Regions from separate parts of the Sus scrofa genome. Here all the other regions are linked to region 3. Evidence: chromatin contacts called from public Hi-C data. All regions are on one chromosome and are shown on one strand. Each heading gives the region's core, a stretch centred on a gene start, on an enhancer-like site or on the middle of the called end of the contact. The rest is flanking DNA. Distances are from core to core; before and after follow the strand shown. Region 1 holds the start of GLTP (glycolipid transfer protein). Region 2 holds the start of ANKRD13A (ankyrin repeat domain-containing protein 13A). Region 3 holds the start of FAM222A (protein FAM222A).

Region 1 (3,674 bases), core at 1,100-3,599, 140 kb before region 3:
TGCCAAAATCTAAAAATCAAGAGGAGTTCCCTGTGGTGAAGGGGATTAAGGATCCAGTGTTGTCACTGCAGTGGCTCAGGTGGCTGCTGTGGCATGGGTTCCATCCTTGGCGCAGGAACTTCCACATGCTGCGGGTGTGACAAAAAAAAATTTTTTTTTTAAATAAAAATCAAGAAATTTTGCCCTCAATTCTAGGTTTCTGATTTCCCTTGAGAAATCTGGAAAGCTAATAACTTTGTGCAATGAGTGGCCAGGTGAATAGCCACAGTGTCCTTTAGATGGTCTGTGTGATCCCCACTTCTCCACAGTCTCCATCACTCCTTATTGTATAACACTCAACCCTCAACATCCATTTATACTGCCAAGCTGGCTCCTGGGACCAGTGCAACCCCTGCCATAAGCTATGGAAATCCACCCCAGAGCAGGCACTTAAAATATCTGTTGGATGGATGGGTGAGTAGACAGATGGATGAACTTTCAAGACACTGCGTTAACTCAGAGCAACGACCTATCTCAGCACATCACACCTATGTTCCACGACAAGACAACACTTCTAGACTTGAATTTTTTGTATCAGCCATGGTTTCTGGTGGTTTGGCTGTGATGGAACACCTTGAGAAATCAGAGTGTTATCTGAGGCTGGAGGTCCCCATGTGGGTTGTGATCTCTCTGTGGAATTAATGGAGGTGTCTGAAAGATGGGTAGGGTTCTGGCACTGGGTCAAGGTGCTGGGCGGGCTGGTGAGAGATGCTTCAAGGAGATGATATCTCAGGATGCCTGAGGTGGTGAGGTTGGGCAGGGTGGGAACAAGTCAAATTTGATGGCTTGGGCTCCTATCAATGGGAGATTTGACTTGTTGGGGCATGTCAGGTTTGGTGTTATGAGTAGCAAGTGATGATAGCCTTGTCTCCCCCAGACCCTCTCATTTCCTGATTGTACGTGGATCATGCCCTTGGTGTGGAACAACCTCTTCTCCCGTCTGCCTCCTAAAAGATTGACTTGAAAATATTGAATAAGGCCTAGCAATTATTTTTCTGATACTGGTGCTTTCTCATAGCCCTTAGGATAAAATGCAAACTCTATACCCTCCTCCATACCCAACAAACCCTTGCCACCTCTCTGAGCTCATTTCCTATCCCTCCACTACTCTGCCTCTTCCACTCACTCCACTCCACTCCCATCCTCTTCCTGGTTCCCCCGGTTGCTTGCACATGTGCCAGCCACTTTGGCTATTTCCTACTTCTCCTTCTGGTCTTGGATCAAATGTCACCACTTCATAGATACTTATTGCCCCTAACTCCCTACATCCTATCCCAGCCATGCCCTCTGTCATCCCGTCACTCTATCCTGTTTTATTTTCTTCATTTATACTTATCAGTATCCAATATTGTCTTATTTATTTATATTTCTTAGTACTGTATCATGTTGTATAGTATTGTATTGTGCTGTGTTGTCTCCTTGACTAGAATGTCAACCCCATAGGAAGAGGGATTTCTCTGTACTGTTCATCACTTTATCCTCAATGCCTAGTACAGTGCATGGCATATAGTTAGGGCATGATGAACTATTTATTCTGGAATGACTTAGAAGCTCTCAACAACTGCATGCTAGATATTTGGAACAGGTAGGCATTGGCTTTTAGGACACAAGCCCCTAGGTGGGTTGTAGCAGAAGTGGACAAGCATGTACTATGGGCTATTGGGGTGAGGTCTGGTTTGGGGAAACAAGAGCAGGTTAGGTGGCGATTGAGTTGGACTGTAAACTGGCCTGAGGCTAATGGGTAATATCAGACTGTTGAAGTAACACTGGTTCCCAGATTTCAGGAAACAGGAGTCCTAGTTAGGCATGGGCTGAGTTAAATTGTGACTTGAGCAGTGTCCAATAGGTATAAGATCTCTGAAGAAGAATCAAGCGTCCTCACTGGTTGTAGCTAAATAGAAAACTGTAAACAGAACAGTGTCCAAAAAGTCACTTGGGGCTGTTGGAGAATAGGTTCTGTTTGAGGGGAAACAGATGTCCTGAGGGACACTAGGCTGACTGGACTGTAACCTGGGCGGGTGGATGAGATATGACCTGGGCAGGTCCACGTCCTCATCAGGCGAGGACCTGGCCTGAGCCAGCCCGTCTGGGGACGGCAGGAAACACAGCTGGGAACAGGCCACCAAGGAGCGGCTCACCTGGGCGTACCTGGACCCAAGAGTCCGCGCGCTTCCGCGCCAGGAGAGCTGGCCCCGCCCCCCAACCAATGGCGGCGCAGAGGTCCGCGGAGGCGGGCTCTGATTGGGCCAGAGGGGTTGGTGTGGCGCGCCGGACAGCTAAGGCGCTCGGCCTGCGGGAGGCGCTGAGCGCTCGGCTACGCGGGGCGCGGCGCGGGCGGAAGTGGCGACGCTGGCGTCCCCTGGGCCTGCGGCTGGCGGCAGTGACGGCCCCGGCGCTGACGGCGGCGGCCCGGGGGGCGGCGTGGACGCCCGCGGCGCCGGCTGGGGCATCACCGCGGGCCTCGACCCCGAAATGGCGCTGCTGGCGGAACACCTGCTGAAGCCTCTGCCCGCTGACAAGCAGATCGAGACCGGGCCCTTCCTCGAGGCGGTGTCTCACCTGCCTCCCTTCTTTGGTGAGCGAGGGTGAAAGGGGGAGCTGGCCGGCAGTCCTGTCCCAGAGCGCTCCCAGGCGCCTGCATCCTCCCGAGCATTGCCAAACCATCCCTTTCCTGGACACCCCAACTCCTACTTCCCCAGGCGTCCGAGATCCCTTTTTCCTTCAGGCACCCCAGATCTCCCCTGTTCCAGACCGCTTCCAAATGCTCTCTCCCCGGAACGTATCACATCCTTCATTTTTTCTCAGACATCTCCAAACCCTCTGTCTCCCCAGACATCTCACATTCCAACATATCCTTCAGACCGCGGCAGTTTTTCAGTCCCTGTGCACCCCAATCGTCCATCTCCCCACAAACACCCCTTACTCTTCTAAATCCCCAATTCTCCATCTCCCCCCTTCCCCCCAAGTCCTTCATTCATCACCCCATCATCCCCTTCTTCTCTCAAATAGCTCCCCTTAAAACGAATCCCCTCACTTAATAAACCCCACTTTTTTGTGTCTCCCAGCCTCTTCCTCATGGAACCTTCCTTGAGAACCCTTCTTTCCTCAGAATTCCCTCATTCCAGATCAGAGACACCCACCCCTACCCCCACTCCAAGGGCAGGAAGCCTGTCAAGATGAGGAGAGGGCTTTTGAAGATGGATTTGCAAAACTCTGGAGCCCTTTCCTGGGGAGAATCACCTAAAGTTTTCCCTCTGCTTGGAATAGGGGGTCTGAACCAGGGGGGGCTGCTCTGTGTGGTGACATCAGACACTGGATGCCTGGCATGGACTCTAAAAGAAAAAGACCCCTCCCCCATGTGTCCTGCCCTGGGAGGTCATAGGAGCCCTGGAGGCGGCACTAAGTTGGTTGCAGACCCTCCTTTCTCCTGTCCCTCAGCCCAGCCCATGCCCAGGACGGAAAATGGGAAATAGAAGACAGTACCATCTACCCCTGCCCTTTGCCTTTCTGGTCCTGAGTAAAGGGTGCAACCTGAGCTCAGCTTTCTTGTCTTCCATGTGGGCTTGCCCAGTGCCCCGCCCTGCTGGTTCACTTGGTGGCCTCCCAGGAAGAGACCAGTCCCCAGGGCAGAGTCC
Region 2 (3,785 bases), core at 812-3,311, 240 kb before region 3:
TTAATCTTTCTCTTCATTGTCTCATGCTTATCTAATCTCTCTTAATTCATTAGTTGGAGAACTTCACAATGGCTGTTCACCAGAGTACCTAAAGTCAAAATAATACCTGGCCCGGGAGTTCCCCATGTGGCTCAGTGGTTAACGAATCCGACTAGGAACCATGAGGTTGTGGGTTTGATCCCTGGCCTTGCTCAGTGGGTTAAGGATCCAGCGTTGCTGTGAGCTGTGGTGTAGGTCGCAGACCCAGCTTGGATCCCGTGTTGCTATAGCTCTGGTATAGGCTGGCGGCTACGTCTCCGATTAGACTCCTAGCCTGGGAAGCTCCAAATGCCACAGGAGCGGCCCTAGAAAACACAAAAAGACAAAAAAAAAAAAAAAAAAAAAAAAAAAAGACCTGGCATTGCCTTGAGCTGCGGTGTAGGTCACAGACTCGGCTCAGATCCCGAGGTGCTGTGTAGGCTGGCAGCTACAGCTCTGATTAGACCCCTAGCTTGGGAACCTCCATATGCTGTGGGTGGGGCCCTAGAAAAAGGCAAAAAGGCAAAAATAAATAAATAAAAATAAATTAAAAAAAACAAAGCAAAACAAATACCTGGCCCATGATAGGCATCGAACATTTGCTGAATGGAGATCATAGTTGGGTTTACATATAATACACAAAATATTCATTAGCATTAGGGTCACACCTCTGCTCTCTATCACACTGATTAAACTCACTTCATTGCGTTTATCTCATACCATCCTGTATATTAGGTTATCTATCGTTATCCTCAAAATTGTGATTAAGAAATAATAGTAATATCAAATTCCAATAATAACAGAGGCTACTTTTTTTTTGCTTTTTGCTATTTCTTGGGCCGCTCCCGCAGCATATGGAGGTTCCCACGCTAGGGGTCTAGTTGGAGCTGCGCCACCGGCCTACGCCAGAGCCACAGCAACGTGGGATCCGAGCCGAGTCTGCAACCTACACCACAGCTCACAGCAACGCCGGATCGTGAACCCACTGAGCAAGGGCAGGGACTGAACCTGCAACCTCATGGTTCCTAGTCGGATTCGTTAACCATTGCGCCACGACGGGAACTTCAAGAGGCTACTATTAATGAGGGTTCACTCTGAGGCAAGCATACCACACTCTTCTGTGAATTATTCCATTTGTTCTTAGCCAGACAGTAAATATTTAGCTATACGTTTCATATATGAGTTTTGTTAAATATTCATCCTTTCCCTCTTCTCCTTCCTCTTTACAATCCTTCAAAAATGTAAAAATTAGGAGTTCCCTGTGTCGTGCAGTGGAAAGGAATCCAACCAGTAAACCTGAGGATGCAGGTCTGATCTCTGGCCTCGCTTAGTGGGTCCGGGATCTGGTGTTGCTGTGGGCTAGTGGGTAGGTCACAGGTGCAGCTGGGATCCCGCATTGCTATGGCTGTGGTGTAGGCTGACAGCTGTAGCTCCAATTTACCCCTAACCTGGGAACCTCCATATGGCCTAAAAAACAACAAAACAAGTAAAAATTAAGAGTTGATGGCCGAGCAATTAAGGACTCAGTTGTCACTGCTGTGGCTCGATTATTGCTATGGCTCCAGTTCCATCCCGGCCCTGAAACTTCCACATGCCAAAACACAACAAAAACAAAAAAATAAAACTATGAAAATCATTTTTAGGTGCAAGCCATACAAAAGAAAATTGTAGGCTAGCGGTAGATACACATTATCTTCCTCTAGCAGATTATATTAAAACTGCAGCATAAGGAAACACATAATATACCCTTATTTTACTTATTGTAGATCTAGCACAATTGAATGTTAGCTCCATAAAGACAGGAAATTTTGTCCTCTTGGCTCACTACTCTTTCTTCACTGCTTGGAACACTGTGTGTAATTTGCTGAATAAAGGAAAGAATATATAAATGAACTTGGCCAAAGTTATGCGAAATGACTTGACTACTGATTACCTCAGGCAGGTTGCAGCTGCAGACTTCTGGTTACTAGATTTGGTATTAATCAGTGCTGGGAAGAAGCGAATTTCTTCTGGAGAGGGAGACAAATTACAGAAAATTTGGAAGCAGGACGGAAGATCCTTGCCCTCACTCAATATGGCGACAGGGCAGCGTGCCCTTTCCGGTCACATGATCTGCCTATTGCCAAAGGGTGCCTCCCCGCGCGTGCGTGCTGGGCCGCGGCTGCGAGGCGCTCAGGGAGAGGCGCTGCCGCCAGCGCCGCCGCTGGGACCCGTTAGAGCGGAAGCGCCTCCGCCGCCGCCGCCGCCGCCGCCGCCTTCGCTGTCTCGGGGCCCCAGGTTCCCGGCAGGTGGGAGGCGGGAGCCATGTCGAAGCGGCTCCGGAGCAGCGAAGTGTGCGCTGACTGCAGCGGGCCAGGTGAGTCTCATCAGCCGGGCCCGCTCCCCTCAGCTCTCCTGGCCAGGACCCCTGCCCCGGGGCCGCCCCTCGAGCCGGGCGGGTCCCGGCAGTCGACCTCTGCATCCCATGCCTGGGGTCACGACGAGGAGGAAGGGGGGCGGTCTTGGGGCAGAACCTGCCCCTGGCCTGTCAGAGCCGGGCGGGCAGGGGGCCGCCGCCCTCCCGCCCCTCCTTTCCCTTTCGTTCACTCTGTCCCAGGCCGTCCGGGGAGGCGGTGGGGTCGGAGCCGCTTTCCTAACAGGAAGGGGCTTGGGCAATCCACAGGAAGGCCAATTACAGAAGTAAAATGCGAGCGTCTTCCCGGCTGCGGCCCCCAGAGACTGCAGGTGTCACCACCCCCTTCCCACAGTCACCCAAGACCCCCGTCCCCGGAGGCGCCCTGCTGGTAGTGGGCGACGCTCACCCCTTCCCTCCACTGAGACTCGCCAGAGGACCCCCATGGACGATTTCGCCATTTCTGGCATCCCGACTCCCGCTCCACGGCAGAGAGTCTCCAGGATGTCGGGGTCTTGCAAACGCCACCTGCACTTGGGAGGCAATGCTTGGCTCAGGTTCTGAGATCTGAACCGTCTGAGTTCAAACTAGATGTTCCCTCTGGGTGACCTTGGGCTGGTGACTTCATTTGGCCGAGTCTTCATTTCCTCATTTTTCCGATGGGGATAATGGGGAGTATGGTGCTTAGCGGTAGGGAAGATTCAGTGAATATTCTTAGCATCATCTCATTTAAATTTTTTTCCCCTATTGTGTACAGAACCTTTACAGTCCCTTAAAACTATAGTTGAATTTCTAAATCATGCATTAATTACAGCTTACAAAACCAACACACACCACATCACTGACAAGTAGACCCATTTGGGCATTTAGGCAATATAGGCATATGGCAGCACTGAAAGGCCAAAACTAAACCTCCCATGTGTAGTTTTCGTCTTAGCAGTTGGAACTGAGTTGACAGGTCTCTGTACTGTTCTCAGTGCTTGTATTTTTCTGCTTTGAATTTGAAGTAATTCAAAAGGTAAAATGGCACCACAGCATCCAGTAAACAATCTTAATGAAACCATTGCGCACCAGTGTTTTTGCGACTGTTCCAAACTTTGTCTTGTCAGATGGAAGTGGAGACTGATTTTTAAATAGTACTATGATAATTCAAACCTTATGTGGTTATTTCATGGCCTCTATAATGTAAGTGGGGTTACCGGTTTCCTTTGAAGATAGGGAGACGGGTGGAGGAGTTTAAAAAGAGGTGTTTTAGAAACCAAGTTAATGTGTTATACAAACTCCATCGTATTCTCTAAAAATGTTATTTGTTCCACTTCCTTATTTTCTTGCCTCTTTTCGGTTGAACCTTCTGTGATGTTTGATTCTTATGAGT
Region 3 (4,196 bases), core at 1,305-3,804:
AAGGGAACAGAAGGAATTGCCCAATTCTGACAGCCTTTCCCTCCGCCTTGGCTGTGGAAGTGTAAATACTCCACGGAGGACCTCCAACTGCCTGTGTTTGTAGATCTCTGGCGCGCACTCTGAGTTTGTTTCTAAACTGGGAAGCTTCGAGAGGCAGCGCAAACAGCCCTTCTGCCCACCTCTCCCACTTCTCCCCCCATCTGCTGCTGCTCTGTCCTTGGAAGCCTGTGTGTTTAACGACACCATTTCAGCTGGAAATATCCTCTCCCTGCCAAGCCCCCCAAAGCGGCTCCACCGATATTTATTGACCTGTTAATTTAGCTAGAGAGCCTGAAATGGGGCGGGGGGGAAAGGGGGAAAGATGCTCACTGCGTAGAGACTGGGGCCTGGCTTCTCATAATGACCCCCCCACACACTCCCCTCTGCTGTCACCCCACCCCATGCCACTGAAGCAATGACACAGTGCTCTAACCTTTTCCTAGAAATGTGATCACAGCAGTTTCACCCACATCTGACACTGGCAGCAATTGCTGGAAGAAACTTAGACGAGGAATCAAAAAGCCAGCAGCAGGATGCTGGCTAGGGGTTCTCTGGGCCTTCACAAGGATTGGGGCCAGGGCTGGGGTGTGGTGGGGTGGAGAGGGCCAGCACCTGACCCACATCAAAGCTGATGTGGGCAGGCTCACTCAGATCTTAGCCCTGATGGGCCTGACTGGCCCTCCATTCACTTAATAAGCACCACACTATGCTTGTCAAAACCATCTAAACACTGAGAGGAGAGTGGGGCAGTTGGGATTTCAGGCTTGGCCAAGGGCGGTCATCTGGGAGTTGAGGAGCAGGGGAAGCCCTGGACTGGAGGGGCAGCAAGCAGCAGCTCCTCTGCACCTTCCCTGGCTGAGGGCAGGTCACCCCTGCTTTCCTGGGCACAAGTAGGGCTAGGGGCCGGCATCTCTCTGGGGACCCTGGGAACTCCAGCGTGCTGGCTGGGGTGCAGGGAGATCTCTGCAGCACCCCTTTTGAAAGCAGAAAGTTGCTCTACTCCGGAGTCCTGCGCCCCCAGGCACTGCCAGGCTACAGGGGCAAAGCTGAACACCTGTCTTTGCGGGGAGGAGCCACAGCAGGGACAGCTGGCATTGCCTCCCTCCCTACCCCTTTGAGGATTTAGGTCAGAGGACTGCAGGTGGGGGTGGGGAAAGTCGCTTTCACCCCTCCACTACCCAAAGGCATCCAGCCTCATTCCAGGTTACCACCACTCTGCCCCCTCCGGCCTGGGGGAGGGGGTGTGCAGACAAGTCACGTCGCCAAGGCAACCCCAGTGACATCAGAGGTCTGGCAGTGACGTCACAGCCGTGGCCCCACTGGGGAACCCCTCTTTCCTGCGAGTTTTTGGTAGGAACGCCGGCGGTAAGGGGGACCCTGCTACTGCCTAGCCTCAGCACAATCCTCAATACAGCCACCTGCGTGGTCGGGACTCTGCAGTACCTCTCTAAGCTGATGTCCCTGGAAGATTTCAGAGGCTAGTTGGGAGAAGCCCAAGGTGTCCCATTCTGGGAGCCCCCCCAACCCCTCTAAGATGCTAGAGTTGCCAGGGAATTTTCAGATGACTGAGCTGCTACCTTTGTTGGCTTTAGAGGTGGGGTGACCTTTCCTCTCCAGCACACGCCCCACCCAGAACTCCACCGGAGTCCTCACGACGGGCCTCCAGGGTCAGCTCCGGCCGGGAGGCCGGACTAGGCAAGTTGTGTGTGGGGAGGTGGGGGCGGGGGGGAGGGTAAGACAAGGGGCATCGCTGCTTCAGGATCCCCAACAGCCCAGGGCCTCTTTTTTTCAATCCGGCTGCCCCGACGCCAGCCCAGCGGGTGCCCCCAGCTCTGCCCCGGAACCCTGCCCCGCGGAACTCACCGAATCAGCCAGGCCGTCGAAGGACACCAGGTCTCAGCGGCCACAACTCTCCTCTCGCCGGGTCGCAGCCATGCAGAGGTGGCAAAGGCTGCCTGAGGAATCCCCCCTTGGGGGCCGATGCCTCCCTCTAGGTGGGAAAGAACGCTGTCGGTGAGGTCGATCCAGGCGCCGGCTCGCGCCGTCCGAAGTCGAGGGTGGGGATTCTCTCGGCTCAGTGGGGGTCGCGCCCGCCCGCGACCCGGGCCGCGCGGGCGCTCAGGCAGCGCATCCTCCCCGGGGCCTGTGCTCACCGCGTCCGGCGGGCGGCGCTGTGCCTCCCCTCCGGGTCCAGCTTAGGGCTGCAGCTCCGCCCGGCGCCGCTCCCCCGGGCGCCCTCTCCGCCCGCACCAGGAGCCCGGCGGCCGCGGCCCCTCTCGCCGGCCCCAGCTGCAGCCTGTCTTTGTTGCTTCCTCTCGCTCGACCGCCTGCCGGTGGGTTGCAGCCCCCAGGTTCGCCTGGGGTGGGGGGGGTCGTCTCCTCTGAGGTTGAACGCACCTGCAGCGGCCCGGCTCCTCGCTGGGCATGCACCGGCCCCCGCAGGTTGCAAAGAACGGCGGCGAGAATGCACCAGCCCCTCCTCCTCCTGCTCGGAGCCCCGGGTGTTGGGGGAGGGGAAGCCGGAGAGCAGCGGCAAGCCGCTGTGGTGGCAGCGGGCGGTGGAGGCTCGGGTGCAGCCCCGGGGGCCTCGGCGCCGAGAAATAACCAGTCCAGGTGGCGCAGGGTGGATGTGGAGACGGCCCGGAGGATGGTGCACTGGGCGTGCGAGCTCCGGAGCTGCAGCAGGGACGGCTCGCGCTGGGCTCTCACGCGCCCCTGGCCCCGGGCGGCGCGCGGGGGCTCCCGGGGCCTCAGCCTCTCACCGCCTGACGCACGCCAGCGCCTCGTCTCGCTTCGTGCCCAGGTGCCGCGCGCCGCGCCCTACAGGCGGCGTACCCGGCTCTTCGCCTCCCCCGGGCGCCGCGCAGAGCCTCTTCGCGGAGTCACCAGCCCGGCTGTCCCGCCCGCTGCTCCGCTCCGGCCCGACTGACAGGCTCTAACGCCGGCAGCGGCAGCCGCGTCTCGCCCCCTGCCCGCCCCCTAAGGTCTGGCCCAATCAGCGGCGGCCAAGAGGCGGTTACCAGGGTGACGCGGAGCCGCGTCCTGCGGGGGGCGGGGCCGGGGGCCGCCACGCGCGCTTTTCGCGGCAAAATTCAAAGGCCGGCAGGGCGGCTCTCCAACCTCCTCCCCCAAGCCGGGGCGAGGCGGGGTCTGCGTCTCAAGGACTACAACTCCCGTCATGCAGCGCACCGGCGCCGATCGTAGGATCCCCGACTGGGGCCAGAGGGCATGCTGGTATTTGTAGTTCCTTTTTTCGGGAAACAGGAGTGAAAACCCAGTACCATTTTATTGAGCACATATTTGGTAGCACAAGCTAGGTGCACTGTCTGCATTGTTTCACTTCATTTTGGAAACGCTCAATGAGGAATTTGTTAAAAATAATAAAGATGATAAAAGACACTAGCACTAGTGTAACTGAGTACTTTTCTTAATCCTTATACACAATCCTGTGAGGTAGGTATTATCACCCCCATTTTACAGATGAGGAAACTGATGTAGCAGGTACTATCATTATACTCCCACCTTACAGAGGAAATTGAGGCTAAGAGAGGTGAAGCGACACTCCAGAGTGTTTTACTCCAATTCATATTGTTGGCAGTGGTGGATTTTTGCCATCACAGTTGAGATCTGTGGAGCCCTTACTATGTATTACCAGGCATAGTGCTGAGCTCTTTGTAAGATCTATCTCACAGAATCCTCACCACACACGTGGTAGATAGGAACCGGTATTCTTCTTCCTCCACCGACTGGGAAACTGAAGCACAGAACCACCTGGGCCCAAATTTTGATTCCATAAAATGACACTGCACCTTGCCTTTTACTTTCTAAGCAGCTTCACAGGTTCTCATTTGTTCTGCCTGATAGCCCGCAGGTGGCTCGTTTAGCAGGCCCATTTTACAGCTGGAGAAATTGAGCCCTGGGAGGGATAATTCCTCAGTTGCCATGTGTCCATCACACAGCAAGTTGGGGAGCCAGCTTTCCAGGAAGGATCTCAGGGTCCCTAAAACAATGCAAAGTGGCAGCCAGAACTCCTCCCACCTGGCTCAGACTGTGTCCAGTAAGTGCTCAGTAAATGCCATCTATGGCGATACAGATGAGGGGAGATCTAGAGACTCTCATGAATGTACCTAGTGGGATGAGCTGATTATAGTTGAGCC

The links. A called contact is a pair of places that touch in the nucleus more often than the background predicts.
Region 1: a Hi-C map of alveolar macrophages shows a contact between it and region 3, with 2.3 times the contacts expected there. The contact joins the promoter of GLTP here to the promoter of FAM222A in region 3. A contact is called at or near these places in 4 of 47 Hi-C or Micro-C datasets (alveolar macrophages, heart right ventricle, liver and 1 more).
Region 2: a Hi-C map of liver shows a contact between it and region 3, with 5 times the contacts expected there. The contact joins the promoter of ANKRD13A here to the promoter of FAM222A in region 3. A contact is called at or near these places in 1 of 5 promoter capture datasets (liver) and 2 of 47 Hi-C or Micro-C datasets (heart right ventricle and liver).

What each region holds. Positions count from the first base shown.
Region 1 is chr14:41,089,284-41,092,957 of Sscrofa11.1, forward strand. GLTP (glycolipid transfer protein) reads left to right here and starts at 2,350. Exons shown (of 5, transcript XM_021072515.1): 1 at 2,350-2,614. The coding sequence starts at 2,512.
Region 2 is chr14:40,993,821-40,997,605 of Sscrofa11.1, forward strand. It overlaps ANKRD13A (ankyrin repeat domain-containing protein 13A), which reads right to left and starts at 2,062. Exons shown (of 15, transcript XM_021074290.1): 1 at 1,952-2,062. It overlaps GIT2 (ARF GTPase-activating protein GIT2), which reads left to right and starts at 2,166. Exons shown (of 18, transcript XM_003483442.4): 1 at 2,166-2,374. The coding sequence starts at 2,323.
Region 3 is chr14:41,231,305-41,235,500 of Sscrofa11.1, forward strand. It overlaps FAM222A (protein FAM222A), which reads right to left and starts at 2,555. Exons shown (of 4, transcript XM_021072447.1): 1 at 2,437-2,555; 2 at 1,903-2,029.